Linked DNA regions of Oryctolagus cuniculus: region 1 is linked to region 2. Evidence: chromatin contacts called from public Micro-C data. All regions are on one chromosome and are shown on one strand. Each heading gives the region's core, a stretch centred on a gene start, on an enhancer-like site or on the middle of the called end of the contact. The rest is flanking DNA. Distances are from core to core; before and after follow the strand shown.

Evidence for each region. A called contact is a pair of places that touch in the nucleus more often than the background predicts.
Region 1: a Micro-C map of ear pinna shows a contact between it and region 2, with 4 times the contacts expected there. The contact joins the promoter of LASP1 here to the promoter of PLXDC1 in region 2. A contact is called at or near these places in 2 of 6 Hi-C or Micro-C datasets (ear pinna and psoas muscle).

What each region holds. Positions count from the first base shown.
Region 1 is chr17:23,320,655-23,323,354 of mOryCun1.1, reverse strand. LASP1 (LIM and SH3 protein 1) reads left to right here and starts at 1,396. Exons shown (of 8, transcript NM_001082778.1): 1 at 1,396-1,472. The coding sequence starts at 1,404. TRNAC-GCA (transfer RNA cysteine (anticodon GCA)) reads right to left here and starts at 620; the gene lies at 549-620.
Region 2 is chr17:23,147,350-23,150,049 of mOryCun1.1, reverse strand. It overlaps PLXDC1 (plexin domain containing 1), which reads right to left and starts at 1,382. Exons shown (of 14, transcript XM_070060762.1): 1 at 1,135-1,382. The coding sequence starts at 1,210.

The DNA.
Region 1 (2,700 bases), core at 147-2,646, 170 kb before region 2:
AGTCTGAGAACCATTGCATTCGCGTATAGTAGGGCATGATTCTGTTTCTGCACATTGAGAGGAGCGCAAGGGTGTGCCCTGGCTATGTCACCCTTCTCTGCCCGCTTTCACTCCGCCGGTGTCAGGAGCGAGAGCGCGCCCGCGTCCCTGGCAATATAGAAAGTTGAAGTTGGAGGTTTGTGTCTGCGGGTTTCCTTCTCTGGATCCGCCACCCCCATCGGAGGCCGACGCCGGCTCGCAGCCATCATCCTGTCCCCAGATCCGGCACCTCGAACTGGCTGGCACGTCGGAGGCTGGCGGCCGCAGAGACCGCGACACCGCGGGCGCCAGCAGTGGGGACGCCGCAGCTTTTGTACGTGGTTGTGCGAGCACCCACCTCTCCCCCTGCCCTGCACACAAAGCAAAACCGAAAGCTCCAAGCGTGGGTTGGAAAGGAGGAAGGGGCCTTTTCTCCGTTTTGCTTCCTTTTAACACAGGATCCAACACGGTAATAATGTGTCAAGAATGAAAAATGGACCAAACCCTAGCTGGGGATGGAAAAGCCGCCGAGGGGGCACCCGGATTTGAACCAGGGACCTCTTGATCTGCAGTCAAATGCTCTACCACTGAGCTATACCCCCGCGCCGACCCTAACCCTGGAGGCGGCTCTTTTGGGTGCTGGGAGACCTCTGTAGCTGTTATACTTGGCCGAGTAGGGAATGAAGGCAGAAGCTGCCTGTATCCCTGGAACCCTGGGGAAGGAAGACCTGCCCGGCTCCGAGGCGCTGAGTCCGGAGGTGGGCCGGGTCCACCCGGCAAACGTGGGGGAGGATGTGGGCGGGAAGGGTGCCCCCTGGAGGGCGGGCTGGGGGCTCCCGTTCGGCCCCCAGCTTTGCGCCTGGCACGGACCGGGAGAAAAAGTGCCTGAAACAGGCAGATCTGCTCGGGCGTCCAGAAGGGCTCCAACCCCACCCTCGACGGGTGCGAGGGGTTTGCCCGCCTCCCGCAGCCCGGTTCCTCGGGAGGAGCCCCCTGCCCGGCCCGGCGCCACCCTCTGCGCTCGAAGGGCTCCCGGTGAGAGACAAGGTCCGCGGGGACACCGCGGGGCGCGGGCACCCCCGGCCCCCCAGCCCTACCCGGAACCACCCCCGCGCGGCCCCACGTTGCCCCACGTCGCCCGCGGAGCGCGCCTGGCCGCGCGCGCCCCTGCCCGCGCCCGCGGCGCGTCCCCGCCCCGGCGCGGCCCCTCCTCCCCGCTGTGTTTATTAGGGGAAGGAGGGCGGAGGCGGAGGCCAGTTCCCCGGCTCCAGCCGCCGCCGCCGCCGCGCCCGTGCAGTGGCAGCCGCGGCCGCCTCCTGCCTGCTCGCCGGGGGAAAGAGGACGCGCGCGAGTCTGGGCGTCCCCGCCCCGCCTGTGTCGGAGCCATGAACCCCAACTGCGCCCGGTGCGGCAAGATCGTGTACCCTACGGAGAAGGTGAACTGTCTGGATAAGGTGAGCCCGGGTCCGCGAGCTGGGCTGCGGGGTCGGGGGCGCAGAGAGGGGCCGGGTCTTCGCCGCCTCATCCCCGCGGTCTCAGGGCAGGGCAGCGAGGGCAGGCAGTGTCCTCGGGTGTGCGGACGACCCCACTCTGCAAACCAGGGGATCCACGCGTGGCGGGCTACTGGCAAAGGGTGGGCTCTGCGTGCCGGGCTCGGGCGGACGCTGAGAAGCGGGGACACCAGGCCCTGGGGTGCGCGTTGGGGGCAAGATGCGGGGTGCAGCCCCGCCCCCTAGGGCCAAAGGAGTGCGAGGAGACGGCCGCTCCCTCTCCCCGCCGAGCCGAGCGCCAAGTAGGCGGAAGCGCGGGCGCGGGGGAGGGGGCGGGGCAGAGCCCGGGGGCCCCGCGGAGCCCGCTGCTCGCTCCGGCCGCCGCCGCCTGCGGGGCTTCCTGGCCGGGAGCCTGGGGGTGGGGGCGGGGGCCAACGGCAGGCGTCTGGTGGAGGAGGCTCCACGTAAGGACCGAGCCGCACTGCAGCCCCCCCCTTCAACCCCCCCCACTGCACCCCCTTAGTGGTTCAGCGGTTCGGGGACCAGCAGACGTCCTCCCCGGCTTCCCAACCCCCACCTCAAATTCAAAGGCAACTCCCCGGGCTAGGCGGCCCAGCCGGAGCCGGGCGGCGTCTGGGGCCGGGGCCCGGGCCGGGTGGGCGGGGGTGGGGTGGGGGGTTGCTTCGCAGAGATCCGAAATTGTGCTGGGCCTGGAGACCGGCTTGCAGAACAAAGAGCGAACTTTTCAAAGCGGATTTCTCCATCGGAGGGTGGGGTTGGCTGAGTTCTGGGGAAGCCGAGGAAAGGGAGAGGTGTTTGGGGGAGGGGAGGGTGGCCTTTTAGAATTCACTGTCCCCTAGGGACCCTTACACGCCCACCCGCCCGTGCTGGACCGTTCATCTGGTTGCCATTATACTTGGAGGGCGGCATAGAGCAGAACTGGGTGTTTCCAGCACAGTTTGGGGGTGAGATCCGGTGCTCTGGTAACCTCCCTGAGGCAGACGTGGTCTGCATCCCCTCCCCAGTCTGGAGGGGAGGCCTCTGGGCTCGTCTCCCCCTCCTCCTCCTGCCTTGCACCCACTACCCAAAGCCGGCCTCGGGTCCAGACATTTTATCCTCTTGGTCTAGCTGGCAGGGGTGGGGCCTTCGGATGGAAGGTGTGTGTGTGTGTGTGTGTGTGTGTGTGCAGAGG
Region 2 (2,700 bases), core at 133-2,632:
CTCACACCCCTCCCTCAACCCAGTCATGCCCACCAGTCAATCATGCCCACCACATGGGGCTGCCAAGAACCTCAGAAATCAGCCTGGCCAATCCCTTCTTATTTACATTGATTTTTAATGATTAACAGAAAAAAAACTCTCATAATTTCATGACCAAAAATCTCAAATGTTACTAACAGTCTCACTTTAGAAATGCAGAAATAAGCCCAGAGAGGGAAAGTAACTTGCCCGAGGTCACACAGCAGCTGAGACGGTAGGACCAGAAGCCAAGGCTGCATCAGCAGCTTCCACTGCTCTCCGCCCTCACCTCCACCATCAGCCCCTTCCCCTCCCACCCCCCACACACTTCTCAACAGGAAGCCCGGCCTGTCTCACCTACCCTGAGCCCGACGCCCGCACACCCTGGAGACACAGCAGCCCCTAACCACTGCCTCCTTCGACCATTGGAGGAGCGCCCGGGGCAGCCGGCCCGGGTTTCTGTCTCTCCAGTTCTCTCTGCCAAGGGCCTGGCTGCTAAGTGCCCCTCTCCCTGACTCCAGAGAAAGTCTGGCTGCAGAGAACTTGGTGTTAAAAAGGGTCCTCCTTCTACAACACGAGGGATTCGGGGCCGGTCCCAGAGAAGGCTCCCAGCTGGAAGGCTGGTTTTGGAGAGCTGCCGGAAGGGCAGGGGGTACGCCGAATCCGCATCTCCAGGCTCAGGGGCTCAAGACCAAAGGCCCCCAGGGCAGAGCAGAAGGGACGGATGGACGGCGGGTCCCAGCGGCGGCGGCGGGAGGAGGGGCAAGTCGCTGCCTCCTGGGCCCACAGCCTCTCCACGGCGAGGCGGACCCTACTGCCCTTGCCAGGGAGACACGCGGGGTCTGCACCACCCCCCTGGCTGCTCCCACTCAGCCCCCAAATCTGACTCAGAAGCGGCCCGGGTCCTCCGCGGGGAGGGGGGGGGGGAGGAAGCAGGGAAGAGGCAGAAAGAGTCTAAAGCCGCCACCTTCAAGGGCAGCGCGGGGTCCCTGCCCACGCACCCGCAGCGCCCTGGCCTCCCACCGGCCAGCCTGCTCCCTTACGCTCAAGCCCATACCTGCCGGCCTGCCCCTTCCCGCCCCCTGGCCCACCTCGGCCAACTTCAGCCGGTCCTACCTGCTCCGGGCTGGGGGCTCAGCGCCCGGGCAGCCCCCCTGAGCACCAGCACAAGGAGCCAGAGGTCGCCCCGCATGGTGGGTGCCAGGACCCGCCCCCGGCCCGCTCGCTGCCCCGGCCCTGGCTCGCGCGGTGCGGCCCCCGGGACGGGAGGGCGGAGGGGAGCGAGGCGATGGGCGGCGGAGCGCGGGGCCCGACGAGCGGGCGGCGGCGGCGAGCGTGAAGCGCGCGGCGAGCGGGCGAGGTGCGGCGGCGGCGGCCGCCGGGAAGGGCTGGGGGGCGGGGGCGGGGGCGGGGCGGGGCAGGGGGCGCGGCGCTGCGGGAGCTCCCCCCCACACCCGCGAGCCGGAGGCGCTCCTTACGCGGGGCAGGAGGCGGAGTAGGAGACAGGACAGGCGTGGGCTGAAGACCCCCTCAACAGCATCAGCCGCCCCTGCCCCGCACTTAGCCCTGGCCTCATTCCCTTCCCCCCGCACCTTCCGGAGGTGGTGGGGGGGAGCCGGGGACCCCGGCCGCGGGAAGGCACCGGCGCCCCTTGCCTGGGCCGTGGGCTCCCGCCGTCCCCGCTCGTCCACGCCACGCGACTTTCTGGGCCGTCCCTCGCAGTTCTGCCGTTTCGCTCCCCCTGCGCAGCAGGAATCTCCCCTTGCACCCCAGGACCCCAGCGCCTCTTCCCAGCAGAGGCCCGCCCCCTCCCGCGGCTGCCCCCCACTTCGTGCCCCTGCGTGTCCGTCTAACTCGCCTTCCTCTATCTCTGCGGCGCTCGCCTAGGCAGGGGCCCGGGTCTCCCCGACTCTGAAGTGACCCGGAGCCCCCGCAAAGTAGTCGAAGCACCCTCCCCCCTGGGGACCCCAGGCCACCCCGGAGCGAGGACGTCCTCGCCCCACCTGCCACCGCCTATAACAAGCTCTGGGGAGACAGCATCTCTTTTTCCGAAACTTCCAGGACAGAATAAAAATACCCAAAATGTAAGCGATTTAATAGACAGCAGGGAATCAGGTCAGGACGCGAAGGCGCCTCTTCCCCGCCCTGGCCTACTTCGGCGAAGGTGAGGAGCTGGGGCGCAGGGCGCTGGGCGCTGGCAGAGGGGCGCCGGGCGCCCTGGCTTCCGCGGGACTGGGGTCTCGGGTTAGGAAAGTCGCCCCGGGAGAGCAACCAGAAGGAGGCACCGGGGTGGGCACGGGGTGGGCGCCGCGGGGGCTGGAAGAGGCCGGTTCCCGGGCGCAGCGGTCAAAAAGGGGACTAAGAACGGGGGGCGCCCCGACCTCGCGGAGCCCCAGGGCCCGCCTCCTCCAGCGCTCAAGCCTCCACCCTCGCCCCGCCCGCAGGACCAGGCGAGGCCTGCCCGCGAAGTTCCCCAAGTCCGGCTTCTGCCCCAGCCCGGCGGAGCCGGGAACGGGCTGCTGACGGCGGCGGCGGCCTCCTGCTGCCCTCCAGCGGCCGCGTGGCGAAGCTGCAGCGCCCGCGTTCGGCCGTTTCCCTCGCTTGTCCCGGCCCGCACCCGCTGTGCTGTCTCCCCTACCAAGTCTTGGCGTCCTCCTTCCCGAAGGTCAAGGTAAAAGAGGT